Linked DNA regions of Sus scrofa: regions 2 and 3 are each linked to region 1. Evidence: chromatin contacts called from public Hi-C and promoter capture Hi-C data. All regions are on one chromosome and are shown on one strand. Each heading gives the region's core, a stretch centred on a gene start, on an enhancer-like site or on the middle of the called end of the contact. The rest is flanking DNA. Distances are from core to core; before and after follow the strand shown. Region 1 holds the start of RRAS (ras-related protein R-Ras). Region 2 holds the start of DKKL1 (dickkopf-like protein 1). Region 3 holds the start of TBC1D17 (TBC1 domain family member 17).

Evidence for each region. Promoter capture Hi-C pulls out the DNA fragments that hold promoters and counts their contacts. Hi-C and Micro-C count contacts between places; a contact is called where the count stands out from the background.
Region 2: a promoter capture Hi-C map of skeletal muscle shows a contact between it and region 1, with 6 times the contacts expected there. The contact joins the promoter of DKKL1 here to the promoter of RRAS in region 1. A contact is called at or near these places in 1 of 5 promoter capture datasets (skeletal muscle), 1 of 47 Hi-C or Micro-C datasets (heart right ventricle) and 2 of 2 datasets of contacts at active chromatin or transcription factors (alveolar macrophages and skeletal muscle).
Region 3: a Hi-C map of skeletal muscle shows a contact between it and region 1, with 4 times the contacts expected there. The contact joins the promoter of TBC1D17 here to the promoter of RRAS in region 1. A contact is called at or near these places in 1 of 47 Hi-C or Micro-C datasets (skeletal muscle) and 1 of 2 datasets of contacts at active chromatin or transcription factors (alveolar macrophages).

Annotation. Positions count from the first base shown.
Region 1 is chr6:54,682,581-54,686,644 of Sscrofa11.1, forward strand. RRAS (ras-related protein R-Ras) reads right to left here and starts at 2,134. Exons shown (of 6, transcript XM_003355998.3): 1 at 1,944-2,134; 2 at 1-60. The coding sequence starts at 2,096. It overlaps SCAF1 (splicing factor, arginine/serine-rich 19), which reads left to right and starts at 2,757. Exons shown (of 12, transcript XM_003127346.5): 1 at 2,757-3,188. The coding sequence starts at 3,132.
Region 2 is chr6:54,460,153-54,464,216 of Sscrofa11.1, forward strand. DKKL1 (dickkopf-like protein 1) reads left to right here and starts at 2,215. Exons shown (of 5, transcript XM_021094734.1): 1 at 2,215-2,273. It overlaps TEAD2 (transcriptional enhancer factor TEF-4), which reads right to left and starts at 2,173. Exons shown (of 12, transcript XM_021094725.1): 1 at 2,092-2,173; 2 at 181-418. The coding sequence starts at 412.
Region 3 is chr6:54,888,068-54,892,131 of Sscrofa11.1, forward strand. It overlaps TBC1D17 (TBC1 domain family member 17), which reads left to right and starts at 1,935. Exons shown (of 18, transcript XM_013998674.2): 1 at 1,935-2,020; 2 at 2,747-3,223; 3 at 3,701-3,799; 4 at 4,026-4,064. The coding sequence starts at 3,203. It overlaps AKT1S1 (proline-rich AKT1 substrate 1), which reads right to left and starts at 2,850. Exons shown (of 5, transcript XM_005664751.3): 1 at 2,719-2,850.

The sequences.
Region 1 (4,064 bases), core at 884-3,383:
GGTGCAGATCTTGGTGTAGGAGTCTTCAATAGTGGGATCGTAGTCAGACACGAAGTAGGACTGGAGTGGGGGGGGTGGAGAGGACGCTTTACTACAGGGTCCCAGCAGGGATGATGGAGGCCTGCCTCCCTTATCCCCTGTGCTCCCCAGGCCCCTCTCTCCAAGGGGCTCCCGGCCCCATCCCTCTTTTTGATATAAAGTTGCATTTCCCGAGTCGGGATGATGCCCTGGCTATGCGGCATTGAACACATCACTCCCCCTCTAAATCACTGCCCCTCTCCTGACCCCGATTTTCTCCCTGGGGAAATGAAGATCAAAAGAGTGCTACCCTCAACCCAGTGTGTGAGATTCAGGGAAAATCCTCGTTAAGCATTTCATATCGTCTGCGCATAGTAGGCGCTCAGTCACTGGGACCTTTTGCCATCCAGCATATCTGCATGTGTTCTTCCCCCTTTCTTCCCTCTTTTTTTCTTCCTCCTCCTCCTCCTCCCTCTCCCCCTCCCCCTGGGCAGCTTCCAGTGTCTCCTCCCAGGGGAAGATCCCGGTTCCAATCCGGCTGCTGAGACGCTGCCCCGCCCGCAGGCGGGGCCCCTCCCTTCCTGCCTGGGTCCCGGCCGCCTCCATCCAGGCCCTGGGCCAGCTTTGGGTCTGCCCCTGGGTGCAAGGGGCCCAGGGCTTGGGGCCTTTCTCTACCCAGACAGGAGCTCCCATGCACGCGCTGTCTGGGGTCTCTTCAGGGGTCTGGGGCCCAGGGACCTCAGGGGTGGCATCCCTGGAGCAGACACCTTTCTAGGGTTTCTCCCAGGTGGGAGAGTTTCCCCTGGGGAAAGGGGTGGAAGTTTCCTGGGCAAGGGTGGATTTTCAGAAGAGAAGGGGTGATCTGGCAGCTGCTGGGGGTCCGAAGGCTGCATCCTGCCTGTCGTGGAGGGTGCTTGGTAAGGGGCAGTGCAGGGGCCTGGCCCTGGGGGGTTTAGGGGTGTGTCTGCAGAGTAAACCGGGAGAAGCTCAGGTGGGCGAACTGGGGGCTGGAGAGCATGGGGGAGGGTTGTCATAGAATATAAGTACATGTCTAGAGAGTCGTAGAGACCTGGAGATACATTTAAGAGGTCAGAGAAACTCCAAAGGAGCAGGTCTTTCTGGAGGTGTCAAGACTCTGGGGGCTTCTTCCATGGAAATGATCTGGGGGCTAACCAGAATTTCTGAGAGGGGCTCAGGAGATCAGAGTGGAGGAAAACTCACGACGGAGGAGTGGATGGTTTTCCTTGAGGAAGGGTAGGGGTCTGGATCTGGTGGGATGGGGGATCCCCAGAACTTGGAGTCTTAGTGGGAATGGCCAAGGGGCAGGATCTTTTTGCAGTCTCTTGGGTCTGAGGGGGTCTCCCTGAGGACAGGGGTGGGATGGAGTCCTAGATGGATCTCAGGGGCCAAGTCTGGGCATAATTTCTACTTTCTGGTGGAGGTCTCTGAAGGGGCTAAACAGCCAGGTTGGGGTAATGTCAAGGGCATTCTCCCAGTTACTGAGCGGCTCAGAGGGGAAGCTGAGGTCAGGGATTTGGGAGAGGTAGGGCTCAGGGTGCGAGGAGGTGGCCCCGAGCGGGGTGGGGGCCCATGAGAATGCTTAGGGTCTAAATGGGTTGACTCTTCTGGATTTAGGGTGCTCCCAGGAGGCATCCAGGGTCAGGTCAGCAGAGGAGCGGGGCTTTGGATACTTGGGGTAGGGGTGGTGGGTCTCAGGATACAAGGACAGGAGGAAGGTCCCTCATGTAGGGGGTGGAGGCCCTGAGGGGCTCAGGGTCACATCTGAGGGGACATTTTTAAGATTAGAAAGCCTCATAAGAGGGTCTCAGTGATGGATGGAGGGGAAGCCGGAGTCTTGGGGATCCCGCCAAGGGCTCAGGTCTGGGTGGGTCCCGGGGGCACCCCCCGGGGTGAAGGTCCACTACCTGGATGAACTGGATGGTCAGCGCGCTCTTGCCCACGCCGCCGCCGCCCACGACCACCAGCTTGTGTGTCTCGCTGGGTGGGGGGTCCCCGGGTCCCGGCCCCCCGCCCCGGGGCCGCCCCCGCCCTGTCCCGGACGCCGCCCCGCTGCTCATGTCGCTGCCGCTGCCGCCGCTACCGCCTGGGGCGGGGGGGGGGACCGGGCGGGGCCTAGGGGCGGACCACGTTAATAAGGGTACTGCATAAACATGAGCTCCAGCAAGAAGGGCTCCTTACTTGGGACACTTAGAGGCAGGCAAGACCTGGGAAAAGGAGGAGCTATGCTAATACGGATAGGAGTACGGCTGTCGCTGAGAAGGGGAATTCCGAATGGGGCGGGAACATGCTAATGAGAGAACTGTGCTCACCCCGAGCAGCGCCACGCGCTCTCGGCTGGCGGGCCGGGGGGGCGGAGCCATGCTAATAAGAGTTCTTATTCTCTTCGTAGACGGGTCCGGAAAATCGTTCGGGGTGGGACTATGTAAATGAGAAACCCTGTGTTGCAGCTAGCTTCTCAGGGTACCGTCCCCGAGGCCTTGTTCTAGTAGGCGGGGCTTGAGTCTTGCGCACGCGGCCGTATATAGGCGCGCTCTGAGGAAGGAGCGAGTCCTGAGGGGAAATTAACCTCTGTCCTGGGACCCAAGCCAAGCTCCCGACTCTGGCATCTGGGTTGGGTGATGGAGGCTCCGCCCGCTACGGGACCCAGGCTTCCGGTTCCCGCTGTCCCAGCCTAGCGGAAGACAGACTGGGAGGGGAGATGGGGCCCTGGAGGGGGGCCAGCGGGTAACCGGGAAGGGAGGGGCCGTGAGATCACTGCATTCCTAATTCATGAGCCAGCTCGCCCAAGCGGGGACGCCTGGGTTATGAAGGGTCTAGGGTCAGGATTTCCGAGTCTTGAAGGAGGAGAAAGCCCAGGACCCAGACCCCTGGGTCGCAAGGAGAGATTGTGACTGGAGGTTTGGACTCCTGGGTCCTGGAAGGAGGAGTTCTGGAGGTCCTTGCTTCTAGATTGCTGAGGGCCCGGACTCATCGGTCCGAGGGCTGAAGGAGCGGGGGGACCCAATATTCTGGATCCGAGGGAATTGGAATGGGGTACCCGAACCCCTGTGTTCGCGTAAGGCGTTTGAGACCAGGAATGGTCTGAGGGAGGCATGAAGGCCCGACTCCTGGATCTAAGAGGAAGGAGGGCTCGGACTTCTGAGGGAAATGTGAGTCCGGACCCCTCGGCTCTGAGAGGAATCGGATTTGGATTTTTCTGTTGTAAATGAGGAGGAAGCTGTAGGGCCGGGCTTCTTGGTTCTAAATTTAGAGAGAACTTGGGCATCAGGATTCTGGGATCCCCAGAATGTGGGCGGGGCAACTTCCAGCCAGTCCTGCTTCCCCCCCCCCCACGGCTCACTCCGCGGAACTACAACTCCCTTGCACCTGTCAGGCTGAGCGCTCTTTACGGCACTTCCTTTTCCGCTGCTCTTTCCGCGCGCGTGCAGGGCACTATGGGGCTTAATCGCGCGCTACCGCAACCCCGCCCACTTCACCCCTCATCCCCTCGCAGTCCCCGCGCGGCGGAGGCGACGCGCGGACTACGTCTCCCGGCGTACGTCGCGCGCACCCGGCCCATCTGCCCCGTTGACTGCTGGGAAACTGAGTCCGAAGCCTTCCCACCAGCCTTCACGGCACGGTGCTCGGTACTTGAAGTCCCGGCAAGCTCGGCGGCGTTTTAGCTCCTCCTTTCTCCTCCCTTTGCTCGCGAGCCCCGCCCCAGCCCGCCCCGCCCCGCGCCGGGGCCGGAGCCGCAGCCCGAGCGGCGGGGTAAGATGGCGGCGGCGGTCCGAGCGGCGGGGCTCGGGCCTATCGGGGTGGGCGGGGCGGAGTCGGGTCGCTACTTGTCCCGGGGTCCTCCCGACACGCCGCGGGGCCTGGAGGGCTTAGCGGGTCGGCCTTGGGCCCGGTAGCGGCGGCGGAGCCTGGCGCCGAGCGGGGGGCCTTCTCGAGGCCCCGGGACGGGTCTGGGGTGCCGGGGGGCATGGACCGGGCGTCTCCTAGAGGACTAGGGGCGTCCACAGGACCTGGACCGAGACTGAAGC
Region 2 (4,064 bases), core at 965-3,464, 220 kb before region 1:
CCACACCCATAGCATATGGAAGTTCCCAGGGCCAGAGGTTAGAATCACACCACAGCAGTGACCTGAGCTGCTGCAGTGACAACACCTGATCCTTAATCCGTCGAATCACCAGGGAACTCCTGTTATCTAATATTTGTATTAACCAGCGGGGGCCAAGGCAAAAAGAGAGGATGAACTCACCATACATCTTGCCTTCATCCGACAGGATGATTTTCCGCCGACCACAGGGTGGGTAGATGGCCAGGGCCTCCTGGAAGCTCTGCTCGATGTCTGGACTCCAGACACCCTCGGCGTCTGGGCCCCCATCTCCCCCAGCCCCCTCACTGCCACCAGTGCCCTCTTCACTTCCTTCCTCACTTCCTGTCCAGCCGCTGCCATCGTCCAGGGGGGCCCCAGCCCGGGGTTCCCCCATCTGGGCCTGGAGGAACACAGAGGTCACCAAGGTTCCCACAACCCACCCAGAGGGACCTCAGGGCTGGGAGGGCTGGGGGTGCAGAGAGCTGGGTCCGAGGGAGGAGGCAGGGGTACCCAGATCCTGGGGCCTGAGGGAGGAGGGGACTGGGAGCCTGGACCCCTGGATCTGAGAAAGGAGGGGGCTGGAAGCCGAACTCCCAGGTCTGAGGGAAGCAAGAGCCTGGGGGGGGCCTTGACTTTTAGGTCCTAGGGGAGAAAGTTGGCTGGATTTCTGGGGAAGCTTAGGGTGAGAACATTATCCTCTGTGTTTTCAAGGGAGCCGGGGTTGTGATGAAGTCTTAAGACCCCGGAGGAATGCCTAGGGCCCACGAGGGCTGAAACTTTGGGTATGGATTACTGGTTTAAAGAAGACAGGCGTCAGGGCCTAGTTGAGGGGAAGGGGGGGTGTGGGTGAAATCTGCTCAGTCCCTCCCCCAGAACAGGTGCTAGGATGTGAGCAGCAGCTGCCAGAAAAGAAGGAGGGGCCCAGGCCCGAGTAAGGCTGAGGGGCGATCCAGAGAGAGAGGAACAGCGACTCAGAGAGAGAGAGAGAGAGGACAGAGTCCCAGAGAGTAGGGGACAGAGACCCAGAGAGAGAGGGACAGACTCAGGGAAGAAACTCCAGCCAAGACCAGGAAAGACCCACAGCACCACAGACTGGGGGGCGGGGGCGCTCTGCCATCAGGAGCGCCAGAACAAAGGGCCCAGGCGTCCCCTCCCCCAGTTTCCCACAACCCCCATCAGGGGAGGGGCTGGCCGGCGAGGGCACCTCCCCTCCGGCCCCAGCCCCGCCCCTTCCCCCGTTCCCCTCCCCCCCATCCCCCGCCCCCGGCACTGTGGGCTCAGATCCAACTCAAGTTCCCAGTGACTTTCCGGAGGCCGGGAACGGGGGGAAAACTTTTTCCAATACAGTCAGATCCCGCCTCCCTGGCGGCTCCACGTCTTCCACAGCTTTCCCAGGACCCCAGAGTCCAGGCCCCCATCCCCCTCCTCCCTTGGACCCCGGAGCCCCGGCCGAGATAGACAAAGACCCCAGGCCGAGCCCAGTGGCGCTGCGGCGGTCAGGACCCCCGTAGGCCAAAACCCCAGCCCAGCTCTCCCCCATGTGGCCAGACAAAGGGACGGAGGAGCCGAGTCAGAAAAGTCCCCCCTAACTCCCCTCCCCAGGCCCCAAACCTCCAAAGCGACAAGACTGAAGATCCAGAAAGCCCCGTAGCCCACCTTCGGCCACCCAGGAGGCCTCCGTTCTCCACGAGGAGGACCAGGCGCCCACAAATGACACACACAAACCAATTCGGTCAGAAACAAGCCCGGGGTCCTTTCTCACGTGAAACCGACACCTCCACAGACACTCACACTCAGGCGCACACACCCGCCAGAGTCCCCAGCCCTCACCCATTCCCAGGCGCACAGTCTCAAACTCAGACCCATCAGCAAACACCCCGAGTGTGGCGAAAGTTCCAACTCCACACTTAGCCTCGGTCACGAGCGCACCCTCGGGCCCACCCCCGGTAAAGAAGAGGGCGGCCAGCAGTTCAGAGATGGGCCCACAAACACCTCAAAGCGTAACGCATAATTGCCCACCCCAACTCACACACCCAAATGCAGAATCCCCGACTCCCGCCGGCGCCTTCCTACCTCCCGGCCTGGGGCTGGGGAGCCGCGGGCGGGCGGGGCGCTGCGAGGGAGAAAGTTGCCCGGGAGCTTTGTTTGGGAAAAGTGGGAGGGACCGGAGGGGGGGCGGGTCCGGGCGCCGGACAGCGGGAAGGGGGATCCGACGGTGACAATTTAGGGGAAGATTTTTGCTTTGGCAAAAAAAGGTGAAGTCTAGCTGGGGCCTGGTGAGAACGTCCAGATTCTGGTGCTTAGAAGGATCCCTGAGAGAGGAGGGGTCTTGGGCGTCTGGATTCAGGGGTCTGAGGGAGGATTGATGGGGGCCAGGAAACCTGGATCTGAGGGAGGGGGGACTGGGGGCCAAGATTCCTGGGTCTAGAGAGGAAGGGTCTGGAGGCCTGGACACCTGGCTTTACCCAGCTGTGTGTGTGCGGGAACGATTGATAGGAAAAAGAAACAAAAGAAACTTTCCTGTTCAACCCTCAAGTGCATTTTTCAGGATTGAAGTATAAGGCTGGATTTTTTTTTTATCGATTTCCATTGATTTTTCCCCCCCATTGATTGCTTTCCTTGTGACTTCCTGAGAGTTAAGGGTGGAAGGCAAGACGACTGGGAGTTTATTAGAGGTTCACGGAGATGGAGACTCTCATGGACACGCGATAGTGGACTAGAGGTATTTGGTGTCCCAGGACCAGGAGAGAGCCTCGGTGCCTGAAGAGAGAGATAAGAGTCCCTTAAAAAGGCCCTTTGGGCTTCCTCTGTGGCTGACTACATGCCTTGTCTGCTATGGCGGCTCTGGTTCGATCCCTGGTCCTAGAATTTACACATGCCACTTAAAATTAAAAAAAAAAAAAAAAAGGTTCCTTAAAGATGAGGATTAAGTGTTCAAATTCGGGACTAGAGGGGCTGGGGTCCAGACTCTGAGGTCCTGAGGTAGAGGGGAGCCGGGATTCCGGGCTCCTTGGAAGATGGGACTCGGGACTGGATTTAGGGTTTCCCGAGAGGGCGGAGCTTTTCAGTGGTAGCAAGAGGGCTCCGTGTTCAGCGTCCCTACATAGCCTTCTATTGAGCGCGTTAATCCTTTCAAAACCTGGAGAAGATGGGAAGGGATGTGGAGAAACTCAGACAGATAAAAAGAAAATTAAGCAGTGGACGAATCAGAAGGACTGTTCAGAGTAGGGCATTTCATCAGCAGACTAGTGGAACTGAGGGCACTAGGGGCAAGATCTGGGGCTCTTAGGTGGGGCCTAGGTGTGCGGGCGTGGCTCTAAGTCAGGGGCGGGGCCATCTGCAATTGGAGCAAGACTGCGGCAAGATGGGCACGATCGGAGAATGCGGGCAACACTGGGTCTCCAAGGCCAAGGTCAACGGACAGGGGCGTGGTCTGACTATGGGGGTGTGTGCTTGAAAAGTACGCTGGGCTTTGGCTTAAAGGGTGTGGCTCTTCCCTTAAGGGCGTGGCTCTTCCCTTAAGGGCGTGACTATCCAATAGAGGGCCCGGCTCCTGGGTGAGGTCAGCAGATGGGGGCGTGGTCAAGCAAATAGGGCCGAGTCCAGGGCTCGCGGAGCTCACCCAACGCCCCAGGTAATCCGGCCTAGGCTCGAGACCAGAACTGTTTAGATATAACAGTCCTTGGACTGCGGGAGCCTGAGAGTCCGGTGGACCAGGCTGTGGTGTAGTATAAAGGCGGCGCCCAGAAGAAGGGGCGGGGCGTGGGAGAAGGTGAGGAGGAATGAGACCAGGATATGAAAGAGATGTGGATATGAACGCTGGCGAAGGAGAGGATTGAGATCCCAGTATCAGGCGGTCCTGGGAGGGGGGGCGGGGCCTGACTCATGGAGGGGGTTGGAGTGGAAGGTAAGAGGAGGGGGCAAATGGGCGGGGTATGAGGAGTTCCTGGGCCCGGAAGGGGTCGTCCTCTAGGGCGAGGGTTTGGGCGCTTAGGGGGCGGGGCCTTGATCGGGGATGGAGGGGCTCTGACCCCTGAGCTTGCCAC
Region 3 (4,064 bases), core at 685-3,184, 210 kb after region 1:
CAAAGCCCTTGCCAGAAGTGACACACAGGGAGAGCGCGACCAGCACCAGCCCTGACAGCCCTGGAGCAAGTTCTACTGCACCTTCCACAGGCCCGGCAGGGACCCAAGGGGGTCATCCCCGCCTCCCCCATCCCATGACCCTATGAGGGAGGAGCTCTGCTCACCCCACTTTACAGATGCAAACTGAGGCCCAGGGAGATTCAATATCTTGACAGGGCATTTGGCAAGAGAGAAGGAGAGCTGGGACCTGGATCTGTCAGTTGGGACCAGAGCCTGTTCTTGTTTTTTTTTTTTTTTTTTTTTTTTAAGGCTGCACCCGCAGCATATGGAGGTTCTCAGGCTAGGGGTTGAATTGGAGCTATAGCTGCCGGCCTACACCACAGCCACAGCAACTCGGGATCAGAGACTCGTCTGCGACCTACACCACAGCTCATAGCAACGCAGGATCCTTAACCCACTGAGCGAGGCCAGGGATCGAACCTGCAACCTCATGGTTCCTAGTTGGATTCGTTTTCACTGTGCCACAACAGGAACTCCCAATGCCATCCTGCCAACCTTATGAGGAAAGATTTATGATCTCCTAGTCCAGATGGGAAAGTGAGGTTCAGAGAGATTAAGGTACTGGCCAGAAGGCACACAGCTAGAAAGGGCAAAAGTAGGGCTGAAATTGCTGTCTGCCCAACTCAAAAACCCCAAACTGGGAGGCGCTCAGGATCCCACAGCGGCTCCTTGGGACATCCCCACCTGATGGTGGGAACTGAGGCAGGGAAATGACTGGTCCAAGGTCACACAGCCTGGGAGTGCTGCATCTGAGGCTCTCACTTCCTTGGGACACCAATATTAAACTCCTCTCTTAGGCAAGATCTCTTAGAACAAACTCCTAGACCTTAGAACAGTGGTAGCAAGGGGGGTCGTAAGGGTCCCACACACACCTCAAAGAGGAGGCGCCCATACAAGGAGGAGGGTGAATCCCACCAACCTCTCTGCCAAGGCCTGGGGGCTCTGTGGAGTGGGTTACTCAAAAGGAGAGTGGCTCCAATGGGAGAGTCACTTAACACTACAGCTTCTGCAGGAAGTACTGTATCTTTCACGGAGCTCCGACGTGGAAGACCCTCCTCCCTCCAAACGGAGGCGTTTAAGATCAGCGTGAGAGGGAAGTGAGACCTGACCCCCCATAAAAAGGGCAAAAGAGAGGTAAAGTATTTGGTCTTTTAGGGTTAGGTGAGGAGGTGGGGAAGCTGACACCAGGAGTGAGGAAAGAGGAAAAGTCCTGCAAGGAATGAGGGATGCTAGTGAAGTCCCTTCCAACCACCTGTCAACCTGGAAGTAACCCTTTCCCCACCCCAAGGTGGAAGGAACTCGAAGATGCACCTGTGGCCAGGAACAGGTGAATGCCTGGGGTCTTTCCCTACCGCTGGAAAACCTCCCCTCTTCGCCCGGGGGTCCAGGGAAGACCCACTTCTCTAGGAAGAAAACAGGAAATCCCGCCCAGGTAGGGGCCATGACCGGAAGTCCCGCCCTCAGACGGGTGAGGGGCGCCCCGAGGCCCCACCGAGTAACCCCCCGACCCTGTGGACGTGGTCCACGGCCAAGGGGAGGATCCTAATGGTTCTGGAGACCGGGGAGTAAGGCTGTCTAAGCCTCGCCTCAGGTCAAGCACGACGGTTCACACGGGCGGCACCTTTCCAACGCTCAGCGTAGGGTCACTGGGCGATCTCTGCCCTCTGATCTACACAGGCTGTACCCCTCCCGCGACCTGCTCGCCCTCCCAACGCCCCTCTCCGGACGGCCAAAACCTCCCCACACCGCAGTTCACAACGCCGCCTCCACTCACGTGCCCGTAGCCAGCATGGCCGGCCTGGCGCCGTCGCCGCCCTCAAAAGACATGGCGGCGCCTTGCGTCACTTCCGTGGCCCGCCTCTTCTCTGCACACTCCACCTCCCAAATCCCACCCGCATGAGATCAAGGTGGTGGCCACCGGGGCTTCTCCGGATCACAGTGGGACAAAGGCGACTGCAAGGTGAAAGATGGTGAAAGAAAGGCCGCCGTTTGCTCAGAAACAAACCTAGACCATTTTTTTTTTTTGGTCTTTTTGCTATTTCTTGGGCCGCTCCCGCGGCATATGGAGGTTCCCAGGCTAGGGGTCCAATCGGAGCTGTAGCCGCTGGCCTACACCAGAGCCACAGCAACACGGGATCCGAGCCGCGTCTGCAACCTACACCACAGCTCATGGCAACGCCGGATCGTTAACCCACTGAGCAGGGGCAGAGATCGAACCCGCAACCCCATGGTTCCTAGTCGGATTCGTTAACCACTGCGCCACGACGGGAACTCTTAGACCATTTCTATTTGCTCCAAAAGGACGAGACAAATGCACACGCTCACACGGAACCACGGTACCTTAATACAAGTAACTTCACGTTCTTTGTGCATAGTGACCACAAGTACTGGTAGAAAACAATGCCTGTTAAGAACGGAGCCGCTAACGTGGCTTCACTTGCCTGCAGTGTACCCGGCACACAAACCCTCTCTGGGTTAAACCCCTTCCGCACCAAAACGTGCAAAACCCCCACACGGCAGCTTCTTTTTTTGCTTCAGTTTACCCAGCTCAGGCCACTTTCTCTCGATGGTGATTCTGGACTTTGTCTGGAAACGCTTCATTCTCGGGGATACTGACGGTTTCATCCCAATTACTCGAGTCCTTCAGGCTTCTCTCACCTTTTTCTTTGCCGTTTCTCTCTTCCAGGACCTTGCTGTAGCGCCCCGCAGAGAGACGGGACTGCCCCACATTAACATGGCCGCAGCTAACTGGCTCTGACTGTGCCCTCGAGCAAAATGGCATCATTTTGGCTTCGATGCCAGTATACAATATGGAAAAAGGAGTAGGTTTTTCCGAGCCAGCTTGAGTGAGGGGGTGGAGTTCTTGGGCCCGCCCCCTTGTTTACTTCGTGGTAAGGACTGTAACACTGCGCCTGCGCACTCTCGCTGGCCGCTCCACCTTTCATGTCTGTGCCATGTGACTTGAAACCTCGTGGTTCAAGTCTACCCACCCTGTTCTGAAAAATGGTTACACCCACTCCTGTTCTAGACCAGATAGAGCCGCTACCACTCTCTGGGCTTGAGGGGAGTCTCCTATCCGGATGTGACAATACGATGACCCGGAAAAGGAGGGAGCCGGGGCAGTAGGGCCTCGGCCGCGACTATGGAGGGAGCCGGTTACAGGGTAAGCACTGAAGACGCATTCTTTTGCTTCTGTCGATGCGAAACGCCCCCCTTCGGTGGTCCGCTTCCTTCTCACGCTTTGCTGGGGTCTGGGAGCCCGGCACATCCTTAACAAAACACACCATTCCCTTAATAAACGCACTGTCACCCTTCTTTCCAAGGCCATAAGGAGACACATATCATTTAGCCCCGCCCACTGAGCTGCCAAGACCCTCTTCCAGCCCCGCCCACTTTGGATCTACTCCTTCCTCTACTACCCCGCCCCCCGCCCCCATTTCCAGCCCCCCTGACGCCTGGCTGGCTGTATTCAGTCTTCTCCACTCCAGATCCCATCACCTAGGTAATAGTACCCCGGGCCCGCCCCTTGGCGAATAGCTCCTCCCTTGGCCTTCTCCCATTGGCTCCCCTTTGGGCCCCGCCCTCAGGGGGGGTGTCTTCCCGCGCCTGGGCCCCGCCCTTCACTAGTCCCCATCTCCAGGTGGTGTTTGAGAAGGGAGGCGTGTACCTGCACACCAGTGCCAAGAAACACCAAGACCCAGACTCCCTCATCGCCGGCGTTATCCGTGTCGTGGAGAAGGTGGGCCAGGAGGGAGCAGGGAAGGGCACGGGCAGGTCCAGAGCGGGATGGAGGCGGCGTCTGTAGAATAGTGCAGAGGTCAGCAGTGGGACCTCATGAAGGCTGCGGTGGAGTCTGGAAGGAGATGGGACTTTCTAAGGCTGAGGGTCCGGAACCGGGAAGAAGTTTGGACAGACGGATTGGGGAGTCTGGAGGGGAGCCTCTCCAACCCGTTTCCTTCCCTCAGGACAATGATGTCCTCCTGCACTGGGCTCCTGTAGAGGAG